2 separate regions of the Sus scrofa genome follow, and region 1 is linked to region 2. The links are chromatin contacts, called in public promoter capture Hi-C maps. All regions are on one chromosome and are shown on one strand. The core of a region is the stretch at or near the end of the contact, and the rest is flanking DNA. Distances in the headings are between cores, read along the strand shown. Region 1 holds the start of SLC30A1 (solute carrier family 30 member 1). Region 2 has its middle 21 kb from the start of NEK2.

What was found. Promoter capture Hi-C pulls out the DNA fragments that hold promoters and counts their contacts.
Region 1: a contact with region 2 is called in a promoter capture Hi-C map of liver, with 6 times the contacts expected there. The contact joins the promoter of SLC30A1 here to the enhancer-like site in region 2. A contact is called at or near these places in 3 of 5 promoter capture datasets (fetal liver, fetal skeletal muscle and liver), 23 of 47 Hi-C or Micro-C datasets (adipose tissue, alveolar macrophages, blood and 12 more) and 2 of 2 datasets of contacts at active chromatin or transcription factors (alveolar macrophages and skeletal muscle).

Annotation. Positions count from the first base shown.
Region 1 is chr9:131,629,300-131,636,225 of Sscrofa11.1, reverse strand. SLC30A1 (solute carrier family 30 member 1) reads right to left here and starts at 2,640. Exons shown (of 2, transcript NM_001139470.1): 1 at 2,012-2,640; 2 at 1-346. The coding sequence starts at 2,627.
Region 2 is chr9:131,565,289-131,571,680 of Sscrofa11.1, reverse strand. No RefSeq gene overlaps it. Among named protein-coding and RNA genes, the nearest start is that of NEK2, 21 kb to the right of the region's middle. Within about 2 kb of position 1,965, at least 11 of the 83 cell types and tissues checked have an H3K27ac peak or open chromatin away from gene starts, as enhancers often do. A contact at or near this core is called in fetal liver and liver, where this site is marked.

The sequences.
Region 1 (6,926 bases), core at 1,391-3,890, 64 kb before region 2:
ATACAAAGAGTTGGATCTAAATATAGCACCCAGCAAGGACCAGCCTCATAAACTGTTGCATGAGTACTATTAATTAACTCTACAAATGCTTTGCAGGGGTCAGGAACACATGGATTCACACACATCTCCCCCTCAGGACAACCTTTCCAAGAAAAGTAAAAGACTAAGGCATTTACTACTACAATCACGGAACCCAAAGCATCTCCAAAGACATGCAGAAAAACTCCACGCATGTTAAGTTGTCCAGCCTTATCATCATCATCTTCCAATTCCACCTGGTCCGGTTCTCTGATAAGATTCCCATTCACTTGTACTTCCACTGCATCACTTCTGGACTTTTCTGGATCTACAAAGAAATAAAGATTCCGTATCAAACACACATCTAAAATGTTTATATAAACATTCTTGCCTAATTCCATTTAAGAAATGGAAGTGAACATTTTTCACAAAACATAATTTAAAAATGTGCTCAGGAATCTAATATAAATTGACATACTGGGAACAAGCCAGGACAGAATGGCCAGGCTAAATTAAGTCATTAAGATGATATTGCTTCCCCAACACTCCTAGCCACTCACTGTCCAACACTACCACTTCAAAAAAAAGGTTCATCTTTTCTGTATGTGTGTGTGTGTGTGTGTGTGTGCTTTTTGGCATATACCAAAAGGAAAACTAAATTGGACACTATCACCCCAAATTAAATGCAACTATGGATAAGTCTAATGCAAATGGCTAATTTGACACAGTTCTTTAGCCATCTTTTGTCATTAAGGTGTTAACTTTTACATTTTTGTCATTTATATAAATGAGTCTCTTAATGGAATGGGTTTAGAAACTAACACATCAACAATATAAACCTATCAACAATCACAGAGACTTAAAGAAAAGTTGGAACTATCATTATCATTACTACTTCCTAAATCAAACATAATGATCCTTTAAAAGAATTATACACACCAGAGCAGCTTAATTTTCTTTGGAATGACACCTTGCAGACTAGAGGGGGAGTGAGAGGATATGCAGTTGTTTACGAAACCTCTTCAAAGTACAACCTGAATTTCATTAACATAACATCCTGCATCTTGGATAAAGGAAAGCTGTCTATGTAGCATAAAACTAGGTGAATAAATATATATGGAAAAAATCTAGAAGGAAATACACAAGTTGTTAACATCCCTGGGCTTGGGTAGTCAGGTATTAGATAGATTCCTTTTTCTGTCGCCTTCAACGCCCATTTCCCAGATTTCCTTCAAAAGCACTTACTGTTTAGAATGAAAACTGTCCATTAAAAATATAAGCTGAATTACCATCGCTTATCTTCGTATGATTATGGAAATTCCTAAGTGAAATGTTAAACATGCCCAGACAGGTCCGAAGTCTAAGATTTTCAGGGTTTGGTTTAGATTTTAGAAAATTACCTGAAACATACACGGCTGTTCTTAAGAAGAACCTTGAACCAGGGTTTTGAACTCAGGCAAGTCAATCGCTAGATAGCTGGCTCGGGATACATCAAGAAACTTGTTGGAAGGGCCTCAGAACTACTTGGGCAGAGCAAGGTCCCAAACAGCCAACAACTAAGGACCAGCGGGGGATTCTCTCCGTGGGCCGACAGGGTCAAGAAATTGAATTAGGAAGCAGTTTGGATCCTGCTAACGCCCAAATCAGACACTCTCTTGAAACGGCAGCCTGAGAAGACAGCCAAGTGTGGGGTGCGGGCAGCAGGGGGCTGACGGTCACCCCTGACCTTTGTCTGCTCTCACAGCCGCGATGCCTCGTCTACACCCACCCCCCAACCCCCGAAGCGTCCCCGGGCTCATGACACCAGGCTGAAAGGGGGAAACCTGCGTTTCCGCGCCTTCTGGGCGGGCGCGGGACCGGGAAGGAGCGGCGAGGCGGCGGTGCGGCGCGGCGCGGCCCGCTGGGCACCAGGGGGCGTGCGGGCCACCCCGCCCGGGGCCACCCGGGGTCTGGGCTCCCCAGGGCCAACCACCTGCGGCGGCGACCACCTCACCTGTCCGGTCCAATTTCAGCCCGTTGGAGTTGCTGCTCTTGGCCACCAGGATGTTGGTCTCCTCCTGGTCGGTTCCCTGCTCCCCTGGGGCCGCGCTGCTGTCGCTACCGCCGGCGCGGCTGCTCTTGCCGCGGCCCCCCTTGGGGAGGCCGTGGCCGTGCCCCCCGTGCGAGTGGCCGTGGCCGGAGTCGTTGCCGAAGCCGCTGTGATGGTGGAAGAGGCAGAGCCCCAGCACGTTGACCACCAGCCCCGCCACGCCGACCCCGAGGACCACCAGCGGCTGCTGCATCTCGTGCGGCTCGATGAAGCGCTCGATGGCCTCCAGCAGGATGGCGAAGCAGAGGCCGGTCAGGAAGATGGCGTTCACCAGAGCCCCCATCACTTCGGCCCGGATCCAGCCGAACGTGTTCTTCTGGGTGGCGTGGGTCCGCCGGGCGAAGCGCTCGGCCACCAGCGCCACCACCAGCGCCAGCACGTCCGACAGCATGTGGAAGGAGTCCGAGAGCATCGCCAGCGACGAGGTCACCCGGCTCACCACCACCTCCAGGACCATGAACATGAAGGTCAGTAACAGCATGCAGAGCAGCCGGCCCCGGTTCCGACCCCAGCACCCCATGGCTGCGGCTTAGGGGCCCGCCGAGCGCGGCCCGGACACTCGTGAGGCGGCGGCGGCGGCGGCGAGGCGCCGAGGGCCGGCGGCCCGGCCACGGAGGAGGAAGGGCGCCGCCGGGCTCTCACCGCCGGAGCCCGGCCGCTCGGGAGCCTGCGGTGGGGCCTCCGCCGCCGGACAGGGGCGAGCCCGGGGTCAAGCCGCCGCGCCCCCGCGCCTGCGGGCGTCCCCGGCGGGCCGGTGGCGCGCAGCTCCTCAGGCGTCTGTCCTCGGAGCCGGCGCGGAGGCCCGGCTCAGCCCCAGCAGCCCCCACACCCACGGCGGGGCGGCGGAGGTGGGGAACTGGGGCTCCCGGAGCCCGCGGACCAAGAGCCGGAGCAGGAGCGGGCGGGCGACGGGCAGCTCTGCGCTGTGAAGACTCCAAGCATCTGCCGGCTCTCCGCGCAGGTCTCCCTCTCTCAGGTCTCCCTCCGGTGTGGCTCGGACCGAGGAGCCGACGCCTGAAGAGCTGAAGAGGCGGCAGCAACCGCAGCTGCACTCGGCCCGGTGTCGGGCGCCTTCTTCGCCCCCCCGCCTTTGCAGACGGTTTACAAAAAAACTTTGCTTTGCACTCGGAACCCCCGTTTTCACACGGACCCGAGCGTGACAAGGCCTCGCCGCCCCGCCCACCAGGCCCGGCATGCTTCCCCATTGGCCAGGACCTCCTCACGACAGCCGCCGCGCCCCGCCTATCCGCGCTCACTATTGGATGGAGCCCGGCGGGGCGGGAGGGGGCGGTGTCGTGGCTCTAACAGATAGGGGCGGGGCCTTTCCCTTCAGGAGCCGGGCGTGGGCCGGGGGCCGCGGCCGGGTGCAGCGCCTGGCGTCGTGGGGGAGGGTGGGGGGCGCGGGCCGCGTGCAGCAGGAGGGGGAGGGGCGGGGCGGGGCAGCCGGGGTCCTCCCGGCGTGGCGGGGCTCCTGCTCTGGCGCTGCGGGTTCTCGCAGCTCCCAGCACACCTACGGGGCCCGGCAGCAAACAGACTTTGATCCTCCGAGCCGGGTCCACGTGGGGCGGGCCGCGCGGCCGCTGTGACAGGCGGCAGCCTGGGAAGGGCCGAAAGGGGGAGCCCCTGTGTGCGGGGCCCTCGGGTGGGCCCTCCTGTCAAAAAGCCCCGAGATTAGGCCGACGGACTCGAAAGCAAGGGCAGCACGCAACTTGTGACTCCGCTCAACACCCAGCTGAGTTAGTCCGAGGAGGTCCTGCGAGGCGATGAAGGGAATCTTCGTAAATGTTTCAATAAAGCGAAGCACCCGCATCACCACCATCCCCAGGAGACCTTGCGTGAAGCCGTATATTTCTGTCACTGATTATCTAAGGGCCACTTAGGTACAGACTTAAAGCAGGAGAAACCGGGGTTCTGGCCCTTGCTTTGCCACCAGCCAGCTGTCTGGCTTTGAGCAAGTCAACTCATCTCTCTCGACCTGTTTCTTCATCAAGTAAAGGATTGGTCAAGAGAAATTCTTACGATTCCTCCCGGCTCTCAAATTCTAAGACTCTATGATTTAACACACATTTATTTTATTTAGAGACTACAAACAGCAGAACCCCGTGTTGGTTGCTATGGGGAAAGGGAGGGGCAGTAAGAATACAGAAGAATGAGCTTCTGTCCAGGTGGAGGTAAAATACAAACATATAAAAATTTAAATTATGATGACATATCCCTATTAAATGGTGTCAACACTAGTTGAGATTGGTTACATATGTGCTGTGCTCTGAGTGGAGATTAGCTGATTTGAAAGGGAAGACGTGCTGCTTCATTTATGGAGGGGTGGCTTGAGTCAGAGTGGCCTAAAGGGGACTCTCAATGGGCTCAGCACAGCCCCTGGACAGCAGGAAGGCCCTCCAACTGCCCTGGATTGCTGTGAGACAAAGGCAGTGGCAGGGTCTGTATATAAGGCTTATTTGCCCCCCCCCCCATTTACAAAATATTTCTCTTATTTCTATAAAAAGTTTTTCACGTGTGTATGATGTTTCTCATCTCCCTTCCCCCCCCCCCCAACCAGAGAACCAGATCCTTATCTCTTTCTGTGCTGCTGAATAGAAAAGAACTGGAGGGCGATTTCTGAGAGGTTATAAAGGAAGAATTGATAGGATTTGATGATTAATTGGGTCTTGGGAGAGTGAAAGCTGATGAGGGGAATTTAACAAAGATAGTTTTTAACCTGACAAGGAAGATACTGCTTTAAAAGATGAGGAAGTTGAGAGGAGGGGGCAGGGAGCTGCTTTTAAGGGGGGGGAAACCGTCTGTTTTTAATGTGCTAAATTTACTGTATTGGTGTTCGGTCGTTTTGGGTTTTGTTTTGCTTTTTAGGGCCACACCCTCGGCATATGGAAGTTCCCAGGGTAGGGGTTGAATCAGAGCTACAGCTGCCGGCCTACACCACAGCCACAGCAATGCAGGATCTGAGCTGACTCTGCAACCTACACCACAGCTCTTGGCAAGGCCGGATCCTTTAACCCACTGAGCGAGGCCAAGGATCAAACCTGCATCCTCATGGATGCTAGTCACATTCATTAATTGCTGAGCCACAATGGGAACTCCAATGTGCTGAATTTGAAGTGAAGTCTGGATGGTGGTGGTGCTAAGGAGTGGGGAGATGAGATTGGGAACTCTCATAATCTCCTCTCCTGTGGTATAGACAGTCGACCTTTATGCAGTCATGTGTGTAACCACTGCTTCAATCTTTCTGATCAGCTCCTCCTATATAGAAATCGGGGAGCCACTTATGGGTCGAGATAGCCTATGGAAATGGCCAGGAGGCAGTTGGAAGAGCATTTAGTCTCCTATTGGGGACTGCAGTGTCCCTTTATTTAAAAAATAGATTCCTCCAAGTGTGAGAATTTAATGCTCAGAGAGGAATCAGTAAGGAGATGTGGAGGGCAAGATACAGAGCAAGCAGGGGAGCAATTCTTTCAATCACGGAGCAGACTGAATTGGGAGATGCTTAGACCCCATATAAAAACAGGCTTTTAGGTTCAGTTCAACACAGTAGTCACTTAGGAGAAGCTACCTTGTGAGGCTTTTTTTTCCCCTCTCTTGTAAGCCACTTTCCAGACAATGTGCTTTATACTCTTAAAATCTAGAAGCGGGGAGGGGTGTCAGAGGTACATTTTCCAGGCTGGAAAAAGTTATGATCATGCACTCCAGAAAGAGTAATATCATCCACATAACAGGAAAACATTTCAAACAAATAAACTTTCCTTCCCTGTAGCATTATGTAGTCAAAATGCTTTATTAGCAGTTGGACTCAAATTTGTCCTTTTTCAGCTGGTTATCTTAGCATAGTGTTAACACACCAGGAGTGAGTTCCACTGCAGGGAAACCGTGCCATTATTCACCAACACTCCTGGAGGTTGTGACTCCAGGTTGAGTAAGATGGCTTGGCTTTTTCTTCCTGATTCTTGAGAATTCTCCTGGTAATTTGCTTGCATCCAAACGACTAAACTCAGCATACTTTAAAGATGAGAGAATAATGCTCCCTTTGGAAAGAGACTGCCAATATGAGTGAAAGTCAAACGTTTAACACAAACTTCGTAATTTCAAAACCCTCTAAGGCCTCTCCGTGCTCTTTCAATGCCAAGTTCCAACCTGGAGCTTCCTAGCTCAAGGAGCTGGCCTGCACGTTATCAATCCAAAGTGTAGGTTTTAAAGGATTCTTGTTTAAAAAACAAAACAACAACAAAAAACCTCACTAAACACAGACACACCTCTGAATCTTGGTTATCAAAAATCATGACTGTATGAAGCTGTACCATGGACAGATAGAAGAAGAAAACCGTGTGAAAAACCAGATTACATTTGACTTTGGTTGATGGCAAATCCCATCTAATATTCAGTCTTAAAGCAAAAATGATGAGGGGAGTTCCCTTCGTGGCTCAGTAGTTAACAAACCTGACTAGGAACCATGAGCACGCAGGTTCGATCCCTGGCCTCGCTCAGTGGCTTAAATATCCAGCATTGCCCTGAGCTGTGGTGTAGGTCAAAGAGGCAGCTCGGATCCTGCATGGCTGTGGCTGTGGTGTAGGCTGGCAGCTGTAGCTCCAATTAGACCCCTAGCCTGGGAACCTCCATATGCCGCTGGCACAGCTCTAAAAAGACAAAAAGACATTAAAAAAAAAAAAAAAAAAAAAAAAAAAGAATGGCAGGTGAGAGTGACTAGCAAAGGAAAACTCATTTTTTGTAGAGACTGAAAACTAGAACTAAGATCTCCAGTCACACCTGGAAGTTAAATCTAGAAATAAAGGCCCTGACCCCTATACAGAAA
Region 2 (6,392 bases), core at 716-3,215:
GGCTCCTGGTGCATCCTGCCTTGGCTGGTTTCTTCCTTTGCTTCTGTGAAAACCATTGCCGCCTGAGATCAGGGAAATTTCACCTGAGCTTTCAGTAAGCTTATGAATTTGTCATTACTTGTTTGGACCATAATCCATCGGGATGAATGATAACACTATTAACAATATTAGCTAGCATTTATCGGGAGGGTTCTAGGAGGACACCTGACACCCATTGTGTTACATGCCCTACAATTATGTTATGAGGCAGGAACCATATTCCCTTTTTACTATAAAGAAATGGAGATTCTGGATTTATCCCCACCTCATCCCTGGCACATGGGATGAGGTGGGGATTTAGTTTCTGCCCCATATTATTTAAACATCATTTCCTAAATCAATCAGTTCCCCATTGATTTGGACATCGCATCCATCATAGATGACTAAGTTCCTCTAACACGCAGGGTCTATTCCTGAGTTTCTCTTTGTTGCCCTTGAGCTGCCTGTCCCTCCATCCCTCTCTGCATTCTTCTCTGAAGCATCATAAGGTGTTTTAATACCTGTGAACCGACAGCCACACTGCTCTTTTCTTCGCCCAAATTTCATGACTCCACTTATATGTTTATATTTCCAGGTGAATTGTTCCATGTAAATTCATTGTGTCCGATTTAAAACACAAAAAAACTCCCGATAATTTTATTAGACTTATACATTCGGGCAAATGGCCTTTACAATATTAAGAGCTCTCAACATATCATGTCTTACTGTGTGTTTAACATCCCTTGATATAGTTTGGCAGATTTTTATTCTGAGGGTCGCGCACTTCCCGCGAGATTTGCACATTGGTGTGGCTTGTGTAAATGGGCTCTTTTGTGTTACAGGTCTTCTAGCAAGGTGTTTGCTGCCCAGACGGTCCCAGATTCAAGGGCAGCTAAACATCTGGGGACGGCACAGTCCCCAGCCTGGCCCAGCTCCTGACCGTGGCTGTGCGCAGGGAACCCCATGGCCCAGCGAGATGAGGTTTCCTCCTGTGGGTACAGCTGCAGGCAGCAGCACAGAGGGGTTTTAGATGCTTCTTTTCTTACTGTCTGGGGTCAGAGAGAGTTTGATGAAGACTGGACTTTCATACAGCAAGATGCCCGAACACTGCCAGTACTACCTGAGGATTCATGGACAACCCCAAAGACATCCAAAGACCCTAAACACATCCTGCATTGAAAGGTTGGTCCAGGGAGTTCCCTAGTCATGCAGGGGGTTAAGAACGCAGCGTTGTCATTGCTGCAGCTCAGGTCACTGCTGTGGTGTGGGTTTGATCCCTGGCCCCGGGAACTTCCACGGACCTCAGGCACTGCCGAAAATAAGCAGGTAAATAAAAGGTTGGTCCAGCCATGAATTCCTCCAGGTGGGTGGTGCCGAAGACAGAAGCGCTTGAGCCTTTGTGACCTTGAGTGAGTCACTTCCCTCTTGGAATCTTTAGGTTCTCCTGGAGAACAATTAGCTGCGCCATCCAACAATAGCTGTGTCTGGGAACCAACTGAGCTTGCGTTTGAAAAAGTGCTTTGAGAACTGCAGCTCCGGAAGACAAAGGTAAGGCACAGTTCATGCCAGGAAAGGGAGCAGGATGAGGCCCTGCTCTGCTGTGCGGTGAAGGAATCTGAGTTTCTTTTATTTATTTTTAATTTTATGTTTCTTTTTGCTTTTTTTAAGTTTCATTTTTATTTTACATTGGTGTATAGTTGAGTTACAATGGGCCTCTGAGTTTTTCAGAGAGCAGTGTCCGCTCCCAGGCCACCCCGGCCCCCAGTGAACTTGGCCTTCGTTCCTGGGGCTGGCTGGTAAAGGCCTTGATGCCCTTCAGGTTGCGGGATGGCTGTGCTGACCCAGTGAAAAACCACGATTAAGTAGCTGGATGTTGGAGAAGTGTCAGGGTTCCTGGTTCACAGATATCACTTCTTGGGCAGTTGTAAAAATTAATCATTCATCCTTTCCTGCAGGCTGGAGGCAGGCAGCCAGGAGCCTTCGAGAGGCCTTCCCCAGCGTGGCTTGGGCGCAGGACGGGCCATCACACGAGCCCTGGGCCTGCATGACCACGGGCCAGGCCTCCTCTCGGACCCCTGGGGAACCCTTCTGTAAAAGGAGGGGCTACACTCCATGTAAGTGGATTCATAGTTGAAAAACTCTGCAGAATGAAATAATAAAACCTGAAGCCTTACGAGAGACTTTAAAGGCTTGCCAAGTTGTCCTCCTGCTCCCAGCAGCTGATGCCCCTTGACCTCGTGGCCCCGCTTGAACTCTGGGCTCTAAACAGATCAGCCTATGGGTGTGAGTGAGTGTGTGTGTGTATGAGAAAGAGAGTGGGTGTGTGAGTATGGGGGGGTGGGGAGGGCACAGGAGGAGGGCAAAAGAGCATGTCACTAGGAACCTTTTTTTTTTTTTTGTCTTTTTAGGGCCACACCCACGACATATGGAGGTTCCCAGGCTAGAGGTCAAATCAGAGCAGCAGCTGCCAGCCTATGCCACAGCCACAGCAACGCCATATCCCAGCCGCATCTGTGATCTGCACCACGGCAATGCTGGATGCTTTAACCCACTAAGGCGGGCCCACATCCTCATGGGCACTAGACAGGGTCTTAGCCCACTGAGCCACAGTGGGAACTCCAACCAGGAACCTCTTTCTCAATAAAAGTGGCTGCTCCCTCCTCCCAGGGACCAACCCCACGAAGAAGCTGCCTGTGTGAGCGCTCTCTTAAATAGAAGCAAGAGCTTTACTGATCAGCATTACAGGTTATCTTCGTTATGCCAGCTTTAAAAAATGTATAGGAAGTTCCCTTATGGTGCAGTGGGTTAAGGATCCAGCATTGCCACCGCTGGGGCCCAGGTCATTGTTGTGGCACAGGTTCCATCCCTGGCCCAGGAACTTCCACATGCTTCAGGAGCACCCAAAAAAAAAAAAAAAAAAAAAAAATGCATACACTTGGCCCAGATGAGCGAAGCTGCTGCTTCTATTTCCTATAACAAATCAACAAATACTGTAGCGTCGCCACCTGGTAGGGTAGTGAGAGACACCTTCAGTAGGCTAATTAATTGACTAATGGACTGGTTTGGGGTAAATACTCAGTGAATTTGAAGTTCAACTCTGATGAGCCACGTCGCCCCTCCCAGTGCTCCCAGCAAAGAGGCCCTAGGATTAGTAGCTCTCCTGCATGGCTCAGGGTGCTGGTGGGGACGGATCCCCAACTGGCTCCTGCATGGCTCTCTGCTCTGGGTGACCGACCAGTCCATCCTAGCTCAGGGACCAGTCACCATGAGCTAGGGCCAAGATGGGGTCAGTGATGCTGTGGCTGGAGCAGTCGAACTGCTTTGTAGGAATCAGTGTCTCAAAGGTGTGTGCCCACCTGGCCCTCAAGGACCTGAGTTTCTGAGACAGGGCTGTGCTCCCCACACGCTGAGAACCCTGGGAAAGACATTTTCCTCAAAGACTCAAGGTAAGGCTGCCTTCCCAGAAAGAATTTAGGATAAATGCAAAAGACAACCCCAAACAGCTATTTAGAAAAGAGTGAAGAGAATTTATATGCATCAAAAGGAAAGGATTATTGTTAAAAAATAATAATAAAAATCAAAAAGCAACACATGTTTTAAGATCCTACGTGGGAATGTATTTTAAATACACACACTGGAAAGCGGTCACCTCCATTTCACATCCCACCTGCTGCGCCCGTCGGGAGAGCACGTGGACGTGGAGGGGAGCAGATGATGCAGCAACTGGGGACCCACAGAGAACGCGCTGCGGCTTAGCCGCTCTTACCTGTCAGACAGAACTGACACCACGAGCCACCTCAGAGTTTGTCTCATGAGAACCAAGTAAGAGACTATTCCTGAAGTGCTGAGCAAGTAGTGGCATTCCTTAAATGTTTGTTGTTATTGATATTAGCGTTACAGTAATAAAATGTAAGTTGATGATACTTTATTTCCTGAATATCAGGAAACCCCAACTGACTCTGGGGCCCATTTTAAAATGCTTTCTTGCATGAGGGGTTTGAACTATGAGGATTTTTAAATATTGTACTTCTGCATATAAAACCTGACAAAAGAAAGTTAGAAGTTTTCCTTTTTTTTTTTTTTTTTTGGCTTTTTAGGGCCACACCTAGGCGTCAAATCAAAGCTGTAGCCACTGGCCTACGCCAGAGCCACAGCAACTAGGGATCCAAGCTGCGTCTGTGACCTACACCACAGCTCACAGCCACACCAGATCCTTGACCCACTGAGCGAGGCCAGGGATCGAACCCACGTCCTCATGGACACTGGGGATTTGTTTCCACTGAGCCACAATGGGAACTCTGAAATTTTCTGAAGTAACAGTAGGATAAGTAATTTTCATATCATTATTCAACGTGTATTTATCAAGCAGCTACTTATGGGTCTGGTGTTGTCCTTTGCATGAGGAAATTGCGGAAAACAAGAGAAAAAAAATCCCTGCCTCATAGAGTTTTATGCTAATGGGGAGGAGACAAACAGTAAAAAGTGTCATATATTCTATTCAAAAAATAAATAAATATTCTATAAATAAATAAGTAAATAAATACACATACTCAGATACACAAACACACCCCACAGACCCCCATATACAGAGAAGTCCCACCCCAGGGCCTCTCCCCACCCTGCCATACGCAGGAGGTGTGGAAATACCTAATGCCAAATTATTAACAGCTGTTTCTGGAAAGCAAGCCAGAAGGTGGGATCATGGGTGAGGGACCTTGTGTGTTTTCATTTTTACTATATATATTTCCATACTGTTAGAATTGTTTGGGGTTTTTTGTTTGTTTGTTTACTGTTGAATTCTTCACTCTAAGAAACACAAAGTCAGCAGAATGCTTTCAAATATTTGTTGGAAACCAATGATATAATTAAATTAGGAACTACTTATATACATAAAGTTAGGAACTGCTTATATGCTTCAAAAACTATAAATCATAGGAGTTCCCATTGCGGCTCAGTGGGTTAAGAATCCTACCCTTATCTATGAGGATGTGGGTTCGATCCCTGGCCTTGCTCAGTGGGTTGGAGATCTGGTGTTGCCATGAGCTGTGATGTAGATCGCAGACACGGCTCAGCTCCTACCTTGCTGTGGCTGTAGTCTAGGCCAGCAGCTGTAGCTCCGATTTGACCCCTAGCCTGGGAACTTCCATATGCTGCAAGTACAGCTGTACAATTTATAAGCTAACCTAACAAAAGTATTTTATGCCAATGCAACTAACAAGGAAAAATACCAATATCAGTGACAGTATATTGATTGTGAACAGTATCAGACATTTGTTACAAACATTTTTACACAAAGAGAAGCATTTTATTCACAAGGATGTAATTTTTACAGCTGAAATTACTATAAACTTTAAGTGGCAACACTACCTCAATCTATTTAAGGCAAAGATATTGGAAACAGGAGAAGAAATAGAAAGACAATAATGTTGCCAAAACTCAGCTTTTGTCCACAGCTGCTGAATAGAAAGGCAGAGGCAGAGTTTTGGATGAAAGAGAGAGAAAAAAAAAGATTTTATTGCTTGGCCAGGCAAAGGTGACCATAGCAGGCTTATGCCTTAAAGCCTTACCCTCCCTTGAGGAAGATCTGCAGGGAGTTTTAGAGCCTAAAAGGAGAAAAACTGGGTTTCAGAGAAGAGTCAGTTTTGGGGCAAACATGCATTCTTCTTTTAGGGAATCTTAGTCATCGAAGCTGGAGGCAGGAGAGAACAGCGTGATCCTGGAGGTGGTCTTCTGGGTTATGTGGCATCTTAACTTTTCCTAGAACAACAATATTTGCAAAAAGGGCATACGGAGGGGTTCCTCTTGTGGCTCAGCAGGTTAAGAACCTGACATGGTGTCTGTGAGGATGCAGGTTCGATCCCTGGCTTGCTCAGTGGGTTAGGGATCCAGCCACAAGCTGCAGCCTAGGTCTCGAATGTTGCTCAGATCCTGGGTTGCTGTGGCTGTGGTGTAGACTGGCAGCTGTGGCTCAGATCCAACCCCTGGCCCAGGAACTTCCATCTGCTGCAGGTGCCCCCGTTAAAATAAAGAAGGGGAGGGACTTATTGATCAGAGATTGGAACAAACTAGGAAAGTTCCTGAAAATTATCATATGCTTATAATCTTTAATCCACAGGCAATCGAGCTCAGGGTGCCTAATCTTTAGCTGAGTAGGTACTTGTGTTTAGGGTGCAGTCAAATGAAGGAGAAGCTGTTCAATGTTAAAGTCCCTAATTCATTTCTTTTAAAAGCATAGGGAATATGACTTTTCTCTTAGGGGTATAAGATGCCTACATCCTTAAGTTTACCCTTGAAGGGGAACGAGGGTCCTGCCCCAAGGCTGGACTATTGTTTCTTGGCTCTTCCTCCCTGGTCTCTGCATGCCCTCCCTTCCC